Regions from separate parts of the Mus musculus genome. Here region 2 is linked to region 1. A link is a contact called in public Hi-C data. All regions are on one chromosome and are shown on one strand. Each heading gives the region's core, a stretch centred on a gene start, on an enhancer-like site or on the middle of the called end of the contact. The rest is flanking DNA. Distances are from core to core; before and after follow the strand shown.

What was found. A called contact is a pair of places that touch in the nucleus more often than the background predicts.
Region 2: a contact with region 1 is called in a Hi-C map of liver, with 2.2 times the contacts expected there. The contact joins two enhancer-like sites. A contact is called at or near these places in 3 of 39 promoter capture datasets (liver, maxillary cranial neural crest and second pharyngeal arch cranial neural crest) and 4 of 484 Hi-C or Micro-C datasets (cranial neural crest, liver and nephron progenitors).

The regions. Positions count from the first base shown.
Region 1 is chr2:63,858,838-63,863,904 of GRCm38.p6, forward strand. No RefSeq gene overlaps it. Among named protein-coding and RNA genes, the nearest start is that of Fign, 240 kb to the right of the region's middle. Within about 2 kb of position 2,379, at least 1 of the 459 cell types and tissues checked has an H3K27ac peak or open chromatin away from gene starts, as enhancers often do. A contact at or near this core is called in liver, where this site is marked.
Region 2 is chr2:64,066,582-64,071,543 of GRCm38.p6, forward strand. All of the region lies in intron 2 of Fign (fidgetin), which reads right to left. Among named protein-coding and RNA genes, the nearest start is that of Fign, 29 kb to the right of the region's middle. Within about 2 kb of position 3,545, at least 16 of the 459 cell types and tissues checked have an H3K27ac peak or open chromatin away from gene starts, as enhancers often do. A contact at or near this core is called in liver, where this site is marked.

The sequences.
Region 1 (5,067 bases), core at 1,129-3,628:
TATCAATAGTGGTGATATTAGTATTGTACTACAAATAATAAAGACACGGATGTGTGTGTATTGCAAAGCTGAAATAACTATGGAATTCTGATTGATATTTAACGTAGAGATAGGAGAGGAAAGTAGAGACAGGGGTTATTGGAGCTTTTCCCACTTGAGACACTATATGTCCTGGTCTTGCTGTACCCTTAAAATAATATTACTTCTAGGATTAGATTTTGGTTAAGTAGCATTTAAAATTTTAATTACATTTATTCCATTTATTCTCTCTCTCTCTCTCTCTCTCTCTCTCTCTCTCTCTCTCTCTCTCTCTCTCTGTGTGTGTGTGTGTGTGTGTGTGTGTATGTAGATTGCAGAAGCAGTTATCTTGTTCTGCTGCTGAGAAATAGTGTCAGCCATTACATATATTTGCTAATTGTGGATTTCTGTCAGGTGAGCCTAAAAGAGCTACTCAGGCAACCTTAATGACTGAAAACTATGAACATGGTTGTCAACCTTTATAGGAACCATGAAATGAGAAAACTGTGAGCTAAGAAGACTAAGATTTGACCCAAACTAGGACTCTGGGTATCTGTTAGACCCAGAGGAAAGTCTATCGTAGAAGCTCAAACAAGCCAACCTACCCAGCAACAAGAAGGAGGAACATAAATGGAACCAGAGTAGACTTGGGTCAGATATGAGCAGGCAGTTACAGAAATTCCCCCAGAAAGAATGTCCATGACCTTTTCTGAGGCAGCTGCCAGGGCTACCCAGCTGAAAACAGTCAGATGCAGTGGCCTTTGTGAAGGTCTCAATTACTCTATGTTTTAAAATGCACAACTGTGGTAACAGGGGGACCATCTATTCAGTAAAATTAGCCAGAGAGGAGAAAATATGATCAAACATGAGCAACCGAACAGACAGTTTAGCATTCTATTCAAACCAGGGTCAGGAATGTCACTAACTGATGTCCCAGTGAGTATCACGTAGTCTCATTTGTTTCTTGTGTATTTTATGCAATAGGTATTAATATCCCTATTTTGCAGTGAAATTGCGGTTAAATAAATTGAAATGTATATCTAACACATAGATTTTCACTAGAAGAAACAAATAGGATTAAAGTAGATATCCAAGCTCTTTCTATTTTCTCTTAATGTATTCTCTTTCTGGAAAGTAGAGCTACAAGGATACACAAAGTCTCTGAGGGGACACAGAAATATGTAACAAAAGTAAAGTAAGTGTTCAGTGGTGTAGGGATGTCACAAATTACAACCTTAACATCCTGTTGGACTTACTAATAAGAAGGATATTAGTGACCTTTGTTAATATCATGAGGACCCAAGCTGGAAGCAGTAGGCGATAGAGAAGGGATAGTGGCTGAGACTGAGAAGTCTTCTTAGACAGAAATTGACAGTAAGAGAAAGACTCTGGTCAGTGCCATCTGTTAACCATGCAGTTGTTGTTTGGGGAGATTAAAATGTTTGTTTGTGGTAAAGATAAGGACTCAAAATCAATACAGACTCAGAAGAAACAGTAATGTAATGTTGTGCTTATGTGGACTGGACAGAAAAAAGGTAGCTAAAAATATGCAATGTTTTGTTGGTTTGTTTGTTGAGGAGGTAACAATTATACAACTCTAGAAGTACCTGAGAATCATCAGAATGTGACAGGAAATAGCACTTCCTATTTAGTCATGTGACTTTTAGTCAGGTTGGCACGGCACTTGGGAGCAACCAGAGTTCAAGAAATTGTTCAGGTCAGGGTGTGTCTGTGAGTAAATTTTGAGAGAGGGTTAGCTAATAGGAGATGACTATGGTAATGGAGTTGGTACTACAGTGTAAGAGAATACACTGCACACCTAGATGGACGAAGGTGGTAGCTTTGGCTTAATATTCCTGACACTATCCTGTTCTGCCTCTAGAGGTTCAGACTCAGTGGCACCAAAGGCACTGAATGAACCCTATAAAGCTATGCCACAATACAACTCTGTCTCCTATAAGTTGGTTTTCTTAGGCATTTTGTCACACAACATAGAAAGAAACACAGAAAGATATTTAGCATCTTATGTCGAACAGATAAGGGGAAGGAAAAAGAATTTGTTGCAACAAATCATTGACAAAGTAATTGTAGAGTTCTTAAGACAGTTGAGGGAATGAATGAATGAATGAATGAGCCTGTGATTTAATGACACAGGAGACATTCAAGCAATATTCATGATATAGTGTAAGAGCAAGGCTACAAAAAAATCTTTTAGGAAAATCTGGATGGAGAAGAACCCAGTGTGTGCTGAAAGTTGATGAGCCAATGCTCTTGTCACTGACCTTCTGGGCTCTTCATGGTCCCCAGTAGGTGACTCTCACCACAGCCTTCCAAGGGTGCAGTCATACTCACTGTGCAGTCAATAGTAACACTGCTTCCATTAGATAGGCTGGAGCATTTTGCAATAAATCCAGGTCTGTTATAAACACTGAAGATGCCTTCTCCTTCCACCATCTGCAACCCAAATGACTGGTGTTTTATTCCCACAGATGGGATATAGTGGACTTTGTCTCCTTTCCTTAACTTTTCTGAAAAAAAGAAAAAAGGCCTGTAAATCTGATAGTATTGGGGGAAAGTAAAATTTTTAGAATTACCAGTGTGGGCACCTAGGAATTTTAACAGAAATGAACAGTAAGTTTAATGATTGATTTTAGAGGCACACAAGTATGTATAAAGTATAAGTTTGGAACTTGAAAAGATACTAATGGTGTGGTTGGAGCTTCTGTACCCGAAGCTGCCCCCATCTTCACAAATCTATAGAAATCAATTTCTGTTTGTTGGTTTGGATTATCTAATCGCTGGGTCAACATTCAAAGTACATACTCAAACCAGATAAGAAAAAAAAATGCTTATAAGTCTATGAATTAAACTGCTCCGAAAACACAAGGTCAGTTTTAAGAGAAACAAACAAACAAACAAAAAAACCAAAGCAAAAAAACCTACCCTTCTCCGAAGTACTGACTCTGTTTATCCATTGTAATTAGGGTTTCACATGGTTTCATGGTCTTCAAATTTGTGAAATGTCCATGAAGTCAGAAGTTTTCATAAACATCTTGTCAGGGGCCCATGTTGATTTAGGAAGTGTCCACATGACGGTGAAACAACAAATCAATCCAGTGAAGAAAGATCAATTGATTCAATAAAAACATCAAACAGGCTGTTTGCCATGACGAAGATCAAACTAGTGTTTGACAGAACTTTTACTTTTTAATCAATGCTATTGATGTCTGTAAACACTCTCTTCATCTTACTAGACCATGTTCATCATACAAAAGAGGATGGCGTTAGTAACTGATAACTGATTTCTGCAAGGAAACACACCAGAATTTCAACTTTAGGCCAAAATTTCAAGTTTGTTTAATCCCTCCCCCCCCCCTAACTAATTGCCTCCTCATTCATGCCCATCTGAAATAACTTCTTTTGCTACATGGTGTAATTCATTATGCAACACACCCTACTTCGGGCAGTTTCCAGCCTATTCCCTAACCTCTCCTGCGTGTACTCCTAGGAAGATATACAGCCCTATTTCTTTATGTGTTTCCTTCCTGTTTCTTGAGTGACGCCTTTGGAGTCTACTATGTCCATCATCACTTAACTGTCAACTGTGGTTAGAGACATATGCTGTTTTAAGCTCATTATTTCTCCCAATTGGAAAAACCTCAATCTCTAGAGTTCCTATCTCCAACGTGCAGCAGCCAGCCTGGGATCTGTGTACAATCTGTGTACAGATGAATGCTTGGGTTTGGCCTTCACAGTCCTTTGCCTCAGACCTGTAGCATGTAAGGAAGAGCCAATGCTCACTTGTGTGCCTTAGAAGTGCACTGTGAAAACTGCAAAGAAAAAAAAACGGTAAAAGAAATGTTAAGGTAAAGATTCTGTTCATAAGAAAGCGGTTGTCTCAATTAGGACTTTCACAAACTACATAAGAGTTCAGGAATCACCCTGATGCTCCTGTAATGTTCTTACACATAACTTTCCCTAACTCATCACAGTTGATTTGACAGCCAGATACCTTTCAGGGACAGCTATATGAGCTTCAGTTTAACAGAGTTCAAGGCAAATGTGAGAGTAAAGGATGAAAGCACCATCCAGATCACGGGCAACGCAGGTGGAACTCCATTGAAGCCTTGGTTAAAGAACTGTGCAGGCACATCTCCGAGACTCCGGGGTACAGGCAGAGAATGATACCTAGCTCCTGCCTCCGGAACTCCTAATTTGGCAATCTAAGTTAGCAGGTATGGGTGCTCCAAAGGTTCAGAAAACTATATTCAACATCTTAAAGACAGCATAGCATTTAGAGACATTAAACAAGAAACATTTGAGATTCATACTAACCAGGGAGTCTACTTGGGGACCTGAGACAATAAAGGCAAATGTATATGTAAATAGTTGCTAGCAAAGCCCAAGTATGCTTTTTTCACTCACTGGTATGTTATGTTAACATAGGCCAAATCAAATACATGTAGTACTCCACCATGAACATATCCGGGCTTGTGTATTAGGAAGGCACAGTTATTGTTTTCCTTACAGGGGGAGAAGAGCCAAAGAGGATTAGTTCCCTCGACTGTAAATATCTGTGTTACAGAAACACAGCTGGAAAGCCACATTCCCTGCCTTACACTGTCTTTCCCATGGCTAAAATCAGCATGGTTCTACTGAGGTCTAAAAGACAAAGATGCCTTGTCACAGACTCCTGCCATGCCAACACTCAAATGCACCACCTGCACCTAGCTAGAGTCACCTGGATCCTCAGGCATGGCTCGCAATCCCTAATATCATTGGAGAATGTTAAGTCTATTGTTGTCATGGGAAATACTAATCCTTGCCCTTTGCTTCTGGTAGGAATATGAAGAAAGCTAACTAACCAAATGCACGGGAGTTTTATTACACTGTAGGCCACAGGATGTTTAAATATCAGAAAGGACAATCAGAAAATAACAAGTTTTAAGCTCCCAGCAGGAGTGCAAGCTGCTACTACTAATGGATACAGAAGAGAAAATGGAGGCAGGGGGGCGGAGGGGGGGTGACTGTTCTAGTATTTTAGATTTT
Region 2 (4,962 bases), core at 2,295-4,794, 210 kb after region 1:
CAGCACTTCATAGTCAATTTACATAGACTTCATGTAATGTGCTTCAAAAAGTGCACAGACTTCAACATTTTTAATATCACAGGAAAAAAATCTTGGGCTGGTCTGTTAGGAAGGATCAGTGAGTAAAGGTGCTTGCTACAGTCTGGAGACCAGTATCCAAGCCTTTGGGCCATGGTGGAAGAAGGAGAACAGTGCCTCCTGCAAACTGTCCCTAGACCTCCACATGTCTGGCCTGACATGGGTGCATGCGTGCATGTGTGTTTGTGTCTGCGTGCAAACACAAAGGCAAAATTTATTAAGTAATTAATTACTTCAAAAAAAATTCTCAGATTAGAAAAGTGTTTTTTACCTTTAACATCCACTGATGGAGGAAGAAAGTGACTAGCTGGAGGTACATTCATGATAGCTTTGGCCATTTCTAAATGGATACATGTCTTCCTCCTACTCACAACAGAACTCACTCATAATTAATACCATGGCAACATACTGTTTGCTCATATACAGAAATTGGGTAAACCTGAGCTAGAAGTTCAATATTCTTCAGAGGTTTGCAGCCCACAGTATGAGGCAAAAAACCAACATACTGTCCAAACACTTGTTACACACCTGGCAGCCACTAGGGGAAATTAAGTGAAAGAACCCAGTGTTGACATTCCTAAAATCTTCCGAATAGAACATCTTTGAAAAATCTTCCCAGCTTTTAGAACTAAGGGAGGAATTATATGCAGGTCACCTACAATAAGATAAAAATATGAGGACTCAGCTTGGCCTCCTTAATTACCACATGATGGCAGGGGTCAATTCCTAAATATGAGTAAAAATAGATAGACAGACCAATAGATGAAAGATAAATAGATGTGCATATAAAATATGAACATATATATAAATATAAGCACACACACATATACATAAACTCACATATATGTATATGTACACATACACACAGAGACACATAAATGTAAGACAACAATATGGGCACGCATAAAAACTTGTAGAAAAAAGCATTTATATGGTCTTCCAGTAGTTTGTGTTTTGTCGTTTGTTTTTATTCTTTCTTTTGCCAACGTTACAACTAAATCGCTTGATGGCATCCCCTAGCTTTCAAGCAAGTCTCAAAATGTTTACCCGGATGATTTCCGTTTCTTCTCCACCTCCTCAACCTTTTATCTTTCTATTAAAATTGGTGACAAAATGGGCCATGATATATGTTTGGTTTGGTTTTGTTGTTTCCCCATAGCTAGTTTGGAATTAATCCTGTGCCAAGTGCTAAAGGAAGTCTGACATCTTTAAGATCTATTTTAAACACATTCAGAAGTATGTGTGTTTTTAAGTTGCTAGAACGTTCCACATATTTCCATTTCTCGTCATCTGGAGAATTTACATGGTGGCATAAAGTCTTACTTTAGCTATGCTCAGCATAATCTCATCATCCCGGCAGCCACAGGCATGTGAATTACATTTTTAGCTTCCACTGGGGCTCTGGGAAGCTCTGTTAGTATTGCGTATTACACACAAGTTACTTTAAATGCTCTTCTAAGGCCTGTTAAACGCTACACAAACTTTATACTTTTGAGTGCTGATGTTTAACTGATCTACCAGTAAATTCAAGCTCTCGGCTCATATAGTTTTCCATGTTGGTGATTTTCATCCATTATTATTTGTGAATGGATCCTTTTAAAAAGAGCTATGTTCTTAAACAAGGATGTGAAGTCAGGGACTTAATCATTTTATTTAAACTATGATGCTATTAATAATCCCAAACAACTTGCTCTAATACTGTTTATTAAGTACGACTTTACTAGTTACAGTGAATTTTTAGTATCATATAGTAAAAACATTCCTAAATATAATGATTCAAACTGCACCTAAATAAATGTATATTTATTCTGTGTTTAATACTGATATTTATTTTATTTATTTTTTGGTAAGGTGTGTAAAAAGTACACTGTTTAGAATACAAAATTCACATTATTTCCTGCAGCAGAGCATCCTACCACTTGTGTTTTGATACATATCCTTTTGGTTTAATACCATTGTGATCTGAACATTAGACAAAACCCTAATATCAGTCTCTGAGACACGATGTCGAAATCACTCACTGTGCATCACAGAGGTGAACTCTTGTTGGCAGAAAATCTAACAAAATTTTATTTTCATTTACAATATATTAGTGAGTTTTAAAAATTCACTTAAAAGAAACAAAAATATATAGCAAATATACCCAAAGATTTACACAAACACTGAATCTCTTCTATTCCTGAAAGTCACAGCAATGGTATAATTTTCTGTATCTGGAAGTGGAGAAATTGTTATTTCCTTGCTATCATGTTGCCTAACATTAGTAAAAGTATTGCTTCTAATAATACCTTTTTTCTTTCATGTCTATTTAATAATGAAATTTCAATCAACCATATGTTAATTTGAGATACTAGAATTTAATGAAAATCAGTATTCTTCCATACTTTCTCTCCCTCAGTGTCTCTAAGTGTCTCTCTTGTCTCTATCACTGACTCTCCCTCTGGCTCCTTCACCCTTCTCTCTTTGCCTATAAATAGGTAAACAATCTCATGGTTGGCTATTTCAGAGTATACAAAGCAAAAATAAAATGAAGCAAAAGTCCATGATGTAAGTAAGGACTTTGAAATTCAGGTGATAGAAAAGTAAAAGTTGTGAATTCTTTCATCTCAACCTAGGTGCTTCCTGATACCACTGGACAAACAAGAAAGTTCTGCAGGCAGCATTGAGTCCCCCAGAGCTGGGTCTGGAAGGCGGTTGGCATTTATTTTACCTCCATTTTCAAGCAACTTATCAGGGGGTTCTATTTTTGGCAACAGCTTTGTTAATGAGATAGAGGAGCTAAACACTGTAAAGAAGTGAGCAGCGACGTTCTTTCCCATAAATGTTATAATGGAATAGATAATACTTTAACAGTTAACAAATTTACATGTTTAACACAAATACATTTAATCTTGAAATAACCGAAATAGTGATGAATATTTTAAGTACCACACTTTGCTTATTTGTTTGAAAGGAAATATTACTCAAAGCTAGCCTTCAGTAAGAAATTGAAATTTCTTTCATTCTGTCATCACATGAGAGAGTGCATATTCCTTGCTTTAAACAAAACAGAGCTTTCTGTGGACAAAGGATTCATCCACAGAAAATTCTCCAATGTAAATTTAATTTGGTGTCATAGTACTATTGAACCTTGGCCACCTCACATGTTTATATTTTTGTAGAATGGATAGAAAATTAGAGAGGAAACAAAACATACTTGGTCTGCAAAGACATGTACAGTATGGTCTAAAAGTCTTGTATTCTTTTTAAGAATAAGAACATTATCAGAAATAGCTGACCCCAAACAATGTCTTAATTCATGGACACTAAATAACAATTAGAACTATTCCAATTAAGTTTTAATTTTGGAAAAAAAATTAACTACAAACTCAGTCATTCAATAAAGTGTTGTCGTCCTCCAGTGTGTTTCTAGGCACAGAATATAGCAATTTACTATTGACAAGCACTAACGGAAGGGGTCATTTCACAAGTATAACGCGGACAAAGGTGAACCGGGCAACTGATGAAATCTGTGGCCAAGGCGAAATAGCAATCTCTGAGCCAAATGGTAATAAAGTTACCGAAATGAAGCAATGTAGTTTCTAAACTGAACTGTCATAAAGTAGGATATGGGCTTCAAACTGGCATGTCAGGAGTAATTAAAATATTATTTCTCCGTTTTAAAAAGTTCTTGATAGTTTTAACAGTCTTATCGATTTCTTTCATTCAACCAGCTAACAGTGAGGTTAGAAGGAGGCTGCTGAGTGGACAGGAGGCAGTGGAGAGACTTGATGGAGGTGCTGCAAGAGATAACGCCAGGGACATGTGTTAGCATACTAGAGTGGATGGGAGATTGTGCAAGCTGAATGCTGCACTGCCCTGCAGTACAGAAAGCCAGATGCAGAGGCACATGCCTGTAATCTCAGCACTTGAGAGGTGGAGACAGAATGATCCAGAGTCCAAGGTCATCTTTGCCTTGGATGAAAAATAATTCAAGGCCAGCCTAGAGACCCTGTGTCAGAAAAAAAAAAAAAAAAAGAAGGGTGGAAGAGAAAATGAAGGTGGAAAGAGGGAAGGAGGAAGAGAGAAGGGAGAAAAAAGGGAGGAATGGAAGGAGAGATTCAAATATCCAGGTACTATCATGTTTAGAAAGCAATGACTGCACGTATGACCATGTCATTGCTTATGTGTGTATGTCATATACATATACACATACATATATGTATATGTATATGTATATATATACATGTTTCTTTAAAGCAAGAGGATTGAGTGAAGATCTTAAAATCCACTCAGCCCCTAAAGAGTCTAACATAGTATGATTATGAATTACCTTCATAAATCTGCTAGCACATATGATGTTGTAAAATCTAAAGCTTGGCTGAAGACACAAATCCCTAAAAAGGCCACATCTTCATTCATTCTCATCAACAACCCACAGAGGGAAGTCAGTAAGAAGAGATGCAGGCCAAATGCATATCCACACATCCCTCAAGCAGCCAGACCTTTCTCTTGATGGGGAATAGGAATATATCCTTTCCAAAAGGTGGTATTTGTCCATCAAATGCCTTGTGTACCAAATTTGTATGTAATCTACTTTATAACTAGCTACTTTTTCATGAAATGCCTTTCATTTGAATGTATCTATGCTCACATTATACCGTAAATAAGTGGTTTGTCTGCACTTAACTAAAAAGTACAAAAGACTTCATTTCATGAGAACACAAAGGAATCCCCAGGGACCTAGAGTCTAGACCAGAGAATCCTGCAAACCTGATTTTCACTTTGCAGGGGAAAAACAAAACTATTGCAATTGCCCACAGTATGTATATTTCTTGCTCACTTCTGAACTGTGGTCCTACCTTACAAACTACCCCATGCATCACCCACTCAGCTCACAGACCC